Regions from separate parts of the Sus scrofa genome. Here regions 2 and 3 are each linked to region 1. Evidence: chromatin contacts called from public Hi-C and HiChIP or PLAC-seq data. All regions are on one chromosome and are shown on one strand. Each heading gives the region's core, a stretch centred on a gene start, on an enhancer-like site or on the middle of the called end of the contact. The rest is flanking DNA. Distances are from core to core; before and after follow the strand shown. Region 1 holds the start of PDCD5 (programmed cell death protein 5). Region 2 holds the start of TDRD12 (putative ATP-dependent RNA helicase TDRD12). Region 3 holds the start of RGS9BP (regulator of G-protein signaling 9-binding protein).

What was found. Hi-C and Micro-C count contacts between places; a contact is called where the count stands out from the background. HiChIP or PLAC-seq counts read pairs in DNA pulled down with a chosen protein or histone mark.
Region 2: an H3K27ac HiChIP or PLAC-seq map of skeletal muscle shows a contact between it and region 1. The contact joins the promoter of TDRD12 here to the promoter of PDCD5 in region 1. A contact is called at or near these places in 1 of 5 promoter capture datasets (fetal liver), 3 of 47 Hi-C or Micro-C datasets (adipose tissue, blood and omental adipose tissue) and 1 of 2 datasets of contacts at active chromatin or transcription factors (skeletal muscle).
Region 3: a contact with region 1 is called in a Hi-C map of skeletal muscle, with 4 times the contacts expected there. The contact joins the promoter of RGS9BP here to the promoter of PDCD5 in region 1. A contact is called at or near these places in 3 of 47 Hi-C or Micro-C datasets (heart right ventricle, liver and skeletal muscle) and 2 of 2 datasets of contacts at active chromatin or transcription factors (alveolar macrophages and skeletal muscle).

The regions. Positions count from the first base shown.
Region 1 is chr6:42,481,885-42,485,935 of Sscrofa11.1, reverse strand. It overlaps PDCD5 (programmed cell death protein 5), which reads right to left and starts at 2,283. Exons shown (of 6, transcript XM_005655804.3): 1 at 2,103-2,283; 2 at 1,117-1,154. The coding sequence starts at 2,168.
Region 2 is chr6:42,587,540-42,591,590 of Sscrofa11.1, reverse strand. It overlaps TDRD12 (putative ATP-dependent RNA helicase TDRD12), which reads right to left and starts at 2,007. Exons shown (of 33, transcript XM_021094274.1): 1 at 1,817-2,007. The coding sequence starts at 1,840.
Region 3 is chr6:42,557,683-42,561,733 of Sscrofa11.1, reverse strand. It overlaps RGS9BP (regulator of G-protein signaling 9-binding protein), which reads right to left and starts at 1,675. Exons shown (of 2, transcript XM_021094272.1): 1 at 1,540-1,675; 2 at 1-953. The coding sequence starts at 766. The coding sequence ends at 53. It overlaps ANKRD27 (ankyrin repeat domain-containing protein 27), which reads left to right and starts at 1,808. Exons shown (of 28, transcript XM_021094271.1): 1 at 1,808-1,964.

The DNA of each region.
Region 1 (4,051 bases), core at 1,034-3,533:
GAGATGAAAAAGTTCTAGAGATCTGTAGCACAATAAAGAGAATATAGTTAATACGACACAACTATACACTTAAAAATGGTTAAGATGGTAAGTTTTACATTATTATTTAAAAAAAAAAATCAGTTAGGAAAAAAGGTAGCATGATGAGGTAACCAGCCATTTATTCAACACACCTGCCAATTGTGAGGTGCTCTGCAAGGTGCTGGGGTAAAATAACACTAAGAATACATTAACAGTTAATATTTATTGAGCATTTACTAAATGTGAACCACTCCTCACAACCTCCCTACCACATAGTCCTATTATCATGCTTATTTTAAGGCAATTACAGTTTAGCGGGGACGCAAACATCAACAAATTTTAGCAGAAAAACATCAATCAGTGATTGTCATATGTGATTGCCATATAGGTCATATGTGTTACTGGGTTCTATACATGTGTATTTAGTTAACTAACAGCAACAACGATTTCTGCAAAAATCAGTATGCAAGGAAAAACTTTAACATTCACACATCTATTAAAAGAACGAAAGTAAAAAAACCCCACTTTTTTGGTGAAACCATCTTTCAAAAAGTTCAGAGTTACCATGGACACAGAGAATAGAGCAAGAGGTGAGTTGAGAGGTGGGCAAAATGGGTGAAGGCTGTCAAAAAGTAAACTTCCAGTTATAAATAAGTCATGGGGATGTAGTACACAGCATGATGACTAGAGTTAATAATACTATATTGTAGGAGTTTTCTTGCAGCACATGGGGTTAAGGATCCAAGGATCCAGCTTGGCTACTGCAGTGGCTTGGGTCACTGCTGTGCCACAGGTTCAGTCCCAGGCCAGGGAACTTCCACATGCTGAGAGCATGACAAAAAAAAAAAAAAAAAAAAGTTTAAAAAATACTGTGTATTTGAAAGTTGCTAAGACAGTAAAAAAAGTTCTCATCACAAGAAAAAAATTATATGTATGGTAATAGATGTTCACTCGACTTATGGGGGGATCATTTCACAATATATACAAACAGGAAATGATTATGTTGTACACCTAAAACTAATGTTGTGTCTATTACTCGTTAACTTAATTTAAAAGGAGCTACTACATTAAAAAACTCAAAGTTCCAGCTCATACCTGTGCTTTGCTTCCTGTTGTGCTGCATCACCAGGATCCTGAAAAAATAATTTTATCTTTTAGGAATTTCACGGAGGAAGAAAAATAGGAACTGTTTGTTATCTCATAGAGGGGAGAAAAAAAAAACAAAACAGGAACGGTTCTAGATTGTTTCTGATGCCTAACAGGCTCCTGCGGTGGTAGAGATGGCAATAAATATAAAAAATAAAACAATAAAATAATAAAGCTTAGCTTCCACTTACTACACGTTCTGATAACCTTCTAAAGTCACAATCCAATAGAATGTTTTAGGATACAAACAACCATTAGGGAGAAGAGCCTCTGTACTATGAAACCGTATTTCATGTGGTAAGGATAATTTCTGGAAAGGAAAATTGTGATTTGGTATTGGGGACGTTGATAATTCAAACAGCGCTTCCTTCCAGACCATCCCGCTCCATCCCTAAAACGCTACTCCCCCCCTCTTTTCAAGATTAAGGCGTTTTAAAAACGGTACTAGAGTTCAGTGTCTGGCTCCTCCCTGGACCCGTCCCTGGGCCCGCTACAGCTTCAGCACCTGGCACAGAGCAGACCCTCAAAAAATGTTTGTCGAGCACTTGGGTCGGAAAAACTGAATTCTAGAAAATATTCGGCTAGAAGGGCTAGATTCAAGGCTAGATTCAAGAGCTAGAGGCACCGAACCCCGACGGGCTGAGCATTCTGCTTGGGACCAATGCCGGCCCTGAGGAGACCGACTCCCTGCCCAGCAGAGGCCTGCGCCAGACCCGCCCGGGACAACACGTGGTCCGCGTGCCGCCCGAACCCCTGTGCCGCGGAGTGGAGCCGAACCACCCCGGAGTCCGCGGGTGAGCGGAGGCGGGGTCCTCGGCCCCTGGGAAGAGCGCGGGCTGCGGCGCCTGCAGCCTCCGCCCGGGGCCGCGCCCTCCGCTTCGGGCGAGGGCGGCGCCCCGCAGGGGACGGGCCTGGCGGGCGGCCGGCGCGCTCACCCCATGCTTCGCCTGCAGCTCGGCCAGCCTCTGCTTCCTCAGCGCCTCGAGCTCCTCCTCAGCCATGGTGCGGCCGTCCCGGGCGAGCAGCCGCAACCACGCTTTGGCCCACTCAGAACTCCGGCTGCCCCTCGGCGCGCGCGCGCGGCCCTCACCACTGCGCAGGCGCCCGCAGCGCCCAGGCATCACCAATCCAACCCGAAGCCACGCCTCCAGCCCCAGCCAGGGCGCGGGGAGAGGCCCGATTCCACGATCGCAGGCGGTGAGGCACCGGGCAGAATCGCTGCGCGGGGCATTCCTTCTCCGGTCCCACGTCTCTTCTGCAAATCTGTGCTCTACGCGTGCCGGCCCCGTCCGAGCTAGAATCCGGCCCCTTGCAGGGAAAGATAATAACCTAGAAACAGGCCATCATCAACAAGCGTAATAGTGGGTAAAATTTGTTGGTGGCTTACAATGCGCTAGGCTCCTATCATCTCCATCAGATAAGGATCCGGGCGCTTAGAAAGGAGTGATGGAAAGGTCCTAAACCTGGATGGTGGTGATGGTTGCACAATTGTTAAATTTGCTCAAAAATATTAAATTTACATTTAAAATAGGTTGGGGGGCGCTGGAGCAAGTAAAGACTCCCTGGTCACCTTGCTATTAAGAAGCCAAGAGTTCCCACTGTGGCGCAGTACGTTAAGCATTCGACTGCAGCGCTTGGGGTGGCTGCTGAGGCCCAGGTTTGATCCCTGGTTGGGGAACTTAAATATGTAGCTTAAGAAAACCCAACAAACAAAAGGAGTTAAAACAGGCCTTACCTGAGAGGTTGGAGGAGGGGCTGTGGGATGTGGTGGTGTGTGGAATGTGGTGTGAACTCTGGTACACGCCTGACACTCCTCCCACCAACACACACACACACACCTCCCTGGAGGTAAAAGCAGGCCTTTGGAGTGGAGAAGTTGGTGGCATGTGTTGTTTTTTTCAGTTGTGGCAATATATAAAATTGACTATTTGAACCATTTTTAAGGGCGCAGTTCAGGAGTGTTAAATACATTCACCTTGTGTAATCTTTAGAACTCTTTTCATCTTGTAAAACTGAATCCATACCCTATAAATAACAACTCCTCAATCCTTTCTACCTTAGCCCTTAAACCATTCTATGAATTTGCCCATTGTAGGTACCCCCATAAGTGGGATCATACAACGTTTGTCCTTTTGTGACTAGATTATTTCCTCCATGTTGTAGCATGTGTTAGCATTTTCTTCCTTTTTAAGGGTGAATAATATTTTGTTATATATATTTTTTTAAAACACATTTCCTTTATTCATCACTCGAGGTGTTTCCTCTTATTGGTTCTCGTGAATGATGCTGTGGTGAACATTGACACATAACTCTTGGGTATAAAGAATTCATGTGCTTTGAATTTGACATTCTTAACCATTAAGGATGGCTTCTCTTTAATATGCGAACAGACAAGATTTTTGCGGGGAGAGATTGTGAAAATGGCAGTCTGGAGTCTTGTCTTCTGTTTCAGGGTGTCATGTTTTGAGATCCACTGTGGACAGTCATGCAGTGGGTGATGTGATGGGTCCTGTGACTCCCACTCACACAGGTCAGCCTTGGGTGGGGAGGAGACAGCCAGGTCAGCAGACACAAGGATTCTAAACTCATTCCCTAGATCAAAAACATGTTCTCAATGAATCAAATATTTAAAAGTTTAAAAGTTAAATTAGGAGTTCCCGTCGTGGCTCAGTGGTTAACGAATCCGACTAGGAACCATGAGGATGTGGGTTCGATCCCTGGCCTTGCTCAGTGGGTTAAGGATCCGGCGTTGCCATGAGCTGTGGTGTAGGTCTCGGACAAGGCTCGGATACCTAGTTGCTAAGGCTCTGGCCTCTGGCATAGGCCGGCAGCTACAGCTCCAATTTGACCACTACTAGCCTGGGAACCTCCATATGCCAAGGGT
Region 2 (4,051 bases), core at 758-3,257, 110 kb before region 1:
CCGTGTTGTAACATGTATCAGAATTTCCTTCCTTCTTAAGGCTGAATGATATTCCATTGTGTGTATACACTATTTTGCTTATCTATTCATCTACTGGCAGACACTTGGGGGAAAAAACTTATCCATGTAAAAGTTAAATTAATCTGGAAAACTACAGCTGGTACAGGTACCACACCTGGGAAAAGACTCCTATACTGGATACAAAATTTGCTCTGAGCATGAGCAGAGTAAGAACCAGCAGTGGGGGCAGAGCTGAGGAAGTAGAGAAAAGGGTTCTAGGGTCCAACGGAGAAAAAAAAAAAAAGCTTTCCCAAGCTGGAGGCAATCAAGGTCCAGCCACTCCTTCCAAAGTTCTGCCCCCGTGGATCTGCACATGGCAGCATCCATAGTCCTTGGAAGAGCCCTGTTTTTCTAAAGGAGCAACCCAACCAGTGTATTCAGGGAGAGTGGTGGAGAGGAGCTTGAATCTGAAAACCCTGGAAGTCTCAGAGGAACTCCTCTGTAACAATCAGCTGCTTCAAATGCTTGTGAATCTCTGTGCGTATAAATTACACAAAATAGGAGCAGGAAGGTTGAGTTTTGGCTTTGTTTTTGTTTTTAATGCCATCACTCTGCCCACTGAAGTAGGATCTTTTTATTTCATTTTTTTTTTTTTTGTCTTTTGTTGTTGTTGTTATTGTTGTTGTTGTTGTTGCTATTTCTTGGGCCGCTCCCGCGGCATATGGAGGTTCCCAGGCCAGGGGTTGAATCGGAGCTGTAGCCACCGGCCTACGCCAGAGCCACAGCAACGCAGGATCTGAGCCACGTCTGCAACCTACACCACAGCTCACGGCAACGCCAGATCGTTAACCCACTGAGCAAGGGCAGGGACCGAACCGACAACCTCATGGTTCCTAGTCGGATTCGTTAACCACTGCGCCACGACGGGAACTCCTCATTTTTTTTTTTAACTTATTTACTTATTTGGACACACCTGGGGCATATGGAAGTTCCCAGGCCAGGGATGGAATTCCAGCCACAGCTGCAGCAACGCCAGATCCTTAACCCACTGCGCCACAGCTTGAACTATGTTTTTTGTTTTCTTTTTACAGTTATTTGTATTTCCTCTTCCCAGGATCCCAAACCCACCCCTTTGCATGGTTTGTAAACGCCTTCCTCGAAGTATGCATGTGAACACCAAGCCTTTGCAGTCTCAGGCATCATTAAAGAGCACGCCCCTTGACTCAAATAAGCAGCAACAGCTGTCGGGACCGCTTCACAAGTCCCCGTCTGGGGCGAGACCCCGCCGCCCTCGCGGGGCTCCGAGCACGGTGCGAGCCCCGAGGCGCCCCGCGTGGAGAAGGGGTGGCCGCCAGAGTCCGGGCGGTCAAAGCCGGCAGGGGTCCCCACGAGGGAAGCCGGGACGGGCCGAGTGTTCGGAGGGGAGATACAAGTCACCCCCAGCCCTGGCCAAAGGGGTTGGGGGTCCACGCTGGGGGAGAGGAACACGTCCCCGGCCGGGGAGGGGGGATGCGGAGGGTGGCGAGGGGGTCCTCTCTTAGCACGGACCCAGGACCAGGTGTGTGGGCGAAGAGGTCAGAATCCGTTCTCCCTGGCCACTCCCGAGGTTCTAAACACAGGACACCTAGTTACACCTTAATTTTGGAAAACAACGAGTAACTTTTACTCGAAGCATGTCCCAAATACCGCACGGGGCACCTCGAACTAAAACTTCCCGTTGTTTATCGGAAATGAAGGGGGCTGCGGTCTCTTCCCGACGCGGACCCAGCGCGGGGAACGAGTGAAAGGCCGGGCCCGGGGCTCCGCGCTCGCTCACCTTCAGCACCAGCACCTCGAGCATCTTCCTCGCGCCAGGCTGGCCGCCCGGGGCCTGGTCCCCCCGTCGCTAGGAACTTTGCGGGAGAAAACGGAGTCCCGGGCAAGGCCGCCTCCCCGGGACCGCGCCTCCTCCCCGGGTCCGCACCGCGGAGCCTGCGCGCCCAGTCAGCGCGCCGACCCCCGAGCCAGGACGCCGCCGCCGCGGGCGCGCTCCGCTCCGGCCCCGCGCCCCCGCCGCCCGACCAAGCCTCGAGGCTTCCGGAAAGCCACGCGCTGCACCAACGGCCTGGACAACGGTCGCCGCCAGAAGCACAAGGCCCTGGGGGGTCCGCGGGGGCGGAGCTTCGGGGCGGGGCGGGGGCGGAGCTTCGAGGGGCAGGGGCGTCACGTGGCTCGCTCCCGGGTCCGCGCCACTTCCGAGCGCCCAGGGATGCGAGGGGCCCGGCGGCTAGCCGCCTGGTAGGGCGGAGTGGCTGCCTGCGAGGCCCATGCCCTCTGACTCCTTCTTGGTCATCACAACCCTGTGGGTGAGGAAGCGTCCCTGACCCTGGCTTTCTTGAGCTCCAACCTCTACTTTCTGGAAAGGCTCTGGGTCCCTGTTCTCCTCTTACCTGGACCTCAAAGGTCTTACGGTTACTTCTTGGGACCGTCAAAGGTCGCAGGCTGCAGCCTCATGGACCAGGTCCTGGCCAGGACTTCTATTTTGTTATTGATTGCTGAAGTTCCACAGGGTTTTCTAAATTTTCACTTGTGGTTTCTCACCTGAGAAGTGGGACTCAGAGATTGCCTCTCAGAATTAGATGAGGTTGTACTGTGAAACAGGACACAGGAGAAGTGTAAAGGAGAGTTAGCTTTTGTTACTATCTCGGGACTCTCTCTCCAACATTTGAATAAACTGACAAACAAGAAAGTGAATATTCCTTTAAAATCAAAGGAACCACAGCTTGGAAAATGTGCTGGGCCTAGGTGGTTTTCCGGGTGAATTCTTTCAATATTTTAATTGCGAAAAAAACAATGTCTTAAGCTCCCGGCAAAATGTTAATTTGCTAATAAAGGAGCCAAGAAGATGGCACAAAAAATGCACCAGTTTAGAGCATTGCAATCGTGAGGTTATATATTTGGGAAACAATGTTCACATAAGTATCCAGTCTTATATTGTTTGCTTTCACAAGGTCCAGCAAACATGTGCTTAAAGTCTCAGGCAGGAAGGTTGGAGAGGAGATCTGTGTTGACTACCCACTGGGGGAAAACACAGCTTAAAGTACAGGAAGTTCACCTGTTACTGAATTGGATTAACCAAGCCTCATCCCCAGGCAGACATCTGCAAAGGCCAAATCACCTGAAAGCTCCAGAGCTTGTCAAAAAAAAAAAAAAGATGGGAAACAACTCAGGCAAATTTAAACAGGAGGCCCCCGAAGCAGTTTCTAAGCCCCAGAGAACATGCAGAGTACAGCCCTCTCCTAGTTCTTAGTGTGGGGTCAACACTTCTTTTTCCTTTGACTAGATGCCATGCTACAATATGGTGTTTCTCAAACTTTTTCACAGCATGGCTCACAGAAAATGAAAATATATATCACACTGGGATAAAGAGTCAAGACTGGAGTTCCCACTGTGGCAAAGTGGATTAAGAATCTAACTGCATTGGCTCAGGTTGCTGTAGCAGCAATAGTTGATCCCCAGCCCAGTGCAGTGTGGTTAAAAAGGATCTGGTGTTGCCAGCTGCAGCTTAGGTTACAGCTGGAGCTGGGATTCAATCCCTGGCCCGGGAACTTCCATATGCCAAGGGTACAGGCATTGAAAAAAGGAAAAAAAAAAAAAAAAAAAAAAAAGGAAAGGATGGAGTTCCCGTTGTGGCTCGGTGGTTAACAAATCTGACTAGGAATCATGAGGTTGCGAGTTTGATCCCTGGCCTCGCTCAGTGGGTTAAGGATCTGGCATTGCCATGAGCTGTGGTGTAGGTTGCAGATGCACCTCGGATCCCCGTTGCTGTGGCTCTGACGTAGGCTGGTGGCTACAGCTCTGATTAGACCCCTAGCCTGGGAATCTCCATATGCCGCGGGAGCGGCCCTAGAAAAGGCAAAAAGACAAAAAAAAAAAAAGAGTCCAGACTGCTGCAATGGGAGCTCACTGCATGGGGCTCTAGCCTCCTTGAGGCTGCAAGGAGTCCATATCTGAACCTGTCCCCCCTCCCCCCAAATAGTGGGAAGCACTTTTTTTTTTCAATTTGGGGGCT
Region 3 (4,051 bases), core at 426-2,925, 76 kb before region 1:
AGGGGTGCCTCCAGGGAGGGAGCGGTAGCGTCGGGGGGCCGTCGGGTGCAGGTCAGCTCAGCTTCGCCACGCACACGGCCAAGGCCACAGCCGCCAGCAGCACGGCGCTGAAGATGGTGGCAGCCAGGGCCTTGCTCAGGTCGCAGGGCCCGGTGCGTTGTTCTACGGACACGCCGCCCACAGAGGACACGCCCGCGCTAGCGCTAGAGAGGAGCTCGGCGCCCGCCACCTGCCGGGCCTGCACGGTCCAGCGGGGCACGTTGACTTTCATCTCCATGTCCTGGATCATTTCGCCCACCTGAAGGATCTCCCGCTCCAGCTGGTGCAGGTCTTCCACGTCGAAGTCCCGCTCCGCTTCGTGCCGCAGGCTGCGGACGCTCAGGGCGCGCGCCGCTACGCCCGTCGCGCCGCCTTCCATCCCGGTGCGCACGAGCGGCCGCCGCGGCGCGTGCAGAGGAAACTCGGTGCCCAGGGCCAGCGCACGCCGCATGTCAGCTTCCAGGAGGTCCAGGCAGCCGGAGAAAGCCACCCAGAGGCGCTCGAACTCGGCGCGCTCCTCTGCACCCAGGCCCCGGTCGCGCAGCGGGGCAGTCAGCTGGGCGCGGATGGTCACCGCCAGCTCCTGCGCCTTCCGTCGTGTCTTCTGCAGCTCCTCTCGTAGGTTCTGCGAGTCCGCTGAGCCGCCAATGGTCAGCACCAGGTGGTGGTAGCATGCGGTCGCCTTGTTGAGCGCGTCCAGTAGCGCTTTGCACTCCTCCTTCGCCATGGCGCTGCTCTCCCGCGCAGCCCAGCCGCCTGCGCCCCTCTCAGCCTCACGTCCTCACCGTAGCAGGACGCAGCCAGCCCCGACGGCGTCTCCGGGCCGGGCGGCCCGCGCACTCCTCATGGCTTGAGGGGAGCTTGGCGCGGCAGCTTCGGTCGACAGAGCCACTCAGGACACACGACGTGCGCTTCTGCGGGTTGGCGCGGAGAGGGAGCCCTGTTAGCAGTCTACCGCCCGCTACATCTTCCCCAGGTGCCCTCCTAGTTACACGCCCAATCTCTGCGCAGCCATCGCCTCCATAGTAGCCACCTGCGAAGTCCAAGTTGCGGTCCCCATCCTCCTCCAGTACCCTAGCCAGGGCTAGCCGGCTGCGGAGCCTCGCGATCCGCCTTAGCCGCTGCTAAGGGCGGCCGGGTCGGGTTTCTTAGGATCCGCCCACCCCGCCGGTCTTCGCTAGGCGCTTCCATCCCCGGGACCAGGGATAGGCGGGGCCCCACGCGGGGAGGTCACGTGTAGGCCCCTCATCTCCCCCTTCTCCGAACCCCATTACGGTCTGGAATATTAGCACTTGACAGATCCAACCCTCTTCTATTTTGCGGAAGGGGAAACTGAGGCTCAGATTTAAAAAGGGGGGGTCTAGGTCACGCGACGTTAATGCAAGTGAAGGGGCTAGAACTCAGGGACTCTGACTCTTAGACCCTGCCAGCGACGAGAGTGGAATGCCTCGTAGGACTGGGCACCTTTATCCTCCAAAGCAAGCAGTAAAGGGTGGTCACCTGGGCGGGACGGCTCCCGGACCTCACCGTCCCGGCTCCACCGTCTTTCCCGCAGCGGAGCTTGGGCCCCACCTCTTGTGTCAGATCTGCTCTCGGCCCCGCCCCCTCCCGTTCCGGGCACGCGCAGTCGACGGCTCTGGGCTTGTCCAGCCTAAGTAGGAAGTGCTGTGAGCCGAGGTGAGCTCCACCCCCGGCTGGGCGGACTCAGTGATTGCTCTGCGCACACGTCACTCTGAATAAAGACGGCTTCTCATTGGGCTGACCAGGGGCCTTAGGCGCGGACCCGCCCAACGGCGTAGTAAGGGGGTGGGCGGTGGAGCAGAGCCGTGGCGCTGGGTGGTGGTCCCTGAGGTCCGAACCGAGGGGCCGGCAGGTGTTGGCTTCGCTCCGGGAAGGGCAGAAAGTGAAACTATGTAGCCTTTTAAGTAAGTGTCCTCCTGCCTGTCTCCTCCCGCGCCTCCCTTCCCTCCGGCTGGCTGCGCCTCCGGGCCCGGAGGCCGGGCGGGGCCCCGGAGCGGGAAGGGGGAGGGGCTCGTTCCTCTCCTCCGCCGGCGCCCCACGCTCTGCTGGCAGCCCCCAAAGCCCCGGCGCGTCGTCCGGTGGACTGCCCTTCCGCACTCTCCTCGTCCCGTCCGCAGCTCTGCCTCTCTTGTATGTTTGCGGGGCAAGGAAGGGGTGGGGTTGGCGAAGAATGCGCCCTCTGACCCCACGTCTTCAGGACAGGTCCGTAGATCCGGGATCCCGGGAGCTCAGACTTGGGGGCCGTGGGCAGGGTTGTCGCTCTCTGGAGGCGTCTGTGGTTTAAGGGAGATCTGGCCGGGCGATTGGATGGGAGGCCGTGGGTGGGGGTCCGGAACCTCGGGCCGCGGGCAGTTGTGGTACCTGGGATGATGAAAGCGCGAGGGAGAGAGGAGGGTATCCCTGCTTGCCTGCCTCATGGCGCGGGGTCTCCTCTTCCTGCCTGGTAAAGATTACTACAGGAAAACTCTTAACCACCCTGAGGTGTTCCAGACTCTGAATCTTTTCAGTTCTTTTCGTTGAAAATGGATTGCCCATAGGCGCACCAGCCAGGCCATGCCGCTCTGGCCACTAATGGGGACGTGGGCACTCCCCATCGGTGCAGGACCACCAGAGCAAGAAGCGTTTCTTCATTGAGGAGTTGGGATATTCAGGGAATGATGGGCAGGGGTGACTGTAGGGACTACTAATTTGCCATGTGGTCTGGGATTTTCCAGGTTTGTGGATTTCAGGGAGAAAGGTGTTTGTTATTGTTGTTGTGCCTCTGGCACGTGGAGGTTTCCTGGCCAGGGATGGAACCTGCATCAGGGCAGTGACCTGAGACACACCAGTGACAACTATGGATCCTTAACTGGCTGAGATGCTAGGGAACTCCAAGAGAAGCCTCTATTTTGATTAAGAAATGCACCCTCGGAGTTCCCGTCGTAGCTCAGTGATTAACGAATCCGACTAGGAACCATGAGGTTGCAGGTTCGGTCCCTGCCCTTGCTCAATGGGTTGAGGATCCGGCGTTGCCATGAGTTGTGGTGTAGGTTGCTGAAACGGCTCAGATCCCGCGTTGCTGTGGCTCTGGCGTAGGCCAGCAGTAACAGCTCTGATTCGACCCCTAGCCTGGGAACCTCCATATGCCGTGGGAGCGGCCGAAGAAATAGCAAAAAAACAAACAAACAAAAAAACCAAAACAAACAAACAAAAAAAATGCACTCTCCCACCAGCCCTAAAGAAGAGCAGATCATTAGCAGGATATTTATGTTTTTAGGCTGCCTTGCCCAGCCTGGTGTTGAGGTAGCCGTAGGAGTCCAGAGTGCTGGGCTCAGGGCTCACTCTCATTCAGCAGTTTGTCCTTTAATCAGTTGTTTGGATGGCAATTTGTGGCCAGGGTTAGGTGGTACTCTGGCCCTTGGACATTCTTCTTTTCTTTTCCCTTTTTTTTTTTTTTTCTTTTTGGCCATACCTGAGGCATGTGGAAGTCCTGGGGCCAGGGCTCAAACCCACCACACAGCAGTGACCAGAGCCATTGCAGTGACAGCACTGGATCCTTAACTGGCTGCGCCACAAGGGAACTCCACTTGGCCGTTCTTTGCGGTGGACGGTCTCAGGCATCTATGGGCCAAATGGGGCCTTGACAGAGGAAGAGTCATTTTTAGGACAAAATGGGTAGACGGAAGGAGAGCCTGTCTCTTTGGGGAGCTCTGGGGACAGCTGAGGGAGGTGAGGCTTGCAGAGGCGGGCAGAAGGCCAGGAGTGAGAGGTTCTCTGTGCCAGGCTGAGAAGTTGAGAGTTCATTTGGTTGGGAGTGGAAGGGAAGTCTGAAGACTCCTGCACAGATTGCAGTGTTGGAAAGCTCACTTTGTTGTCTTCCAAGTGGACAGGTTTCCTGGGGGTCAGGAGGCAGGCCCTGTAGCCCTCAGAGGGGGAATGGCAGGATGGGAATGGGAGTAGATATTTATTCTAGGCTCTAGTAGGAGGAAAATGGTTGGGGCTCTGAAGCTGG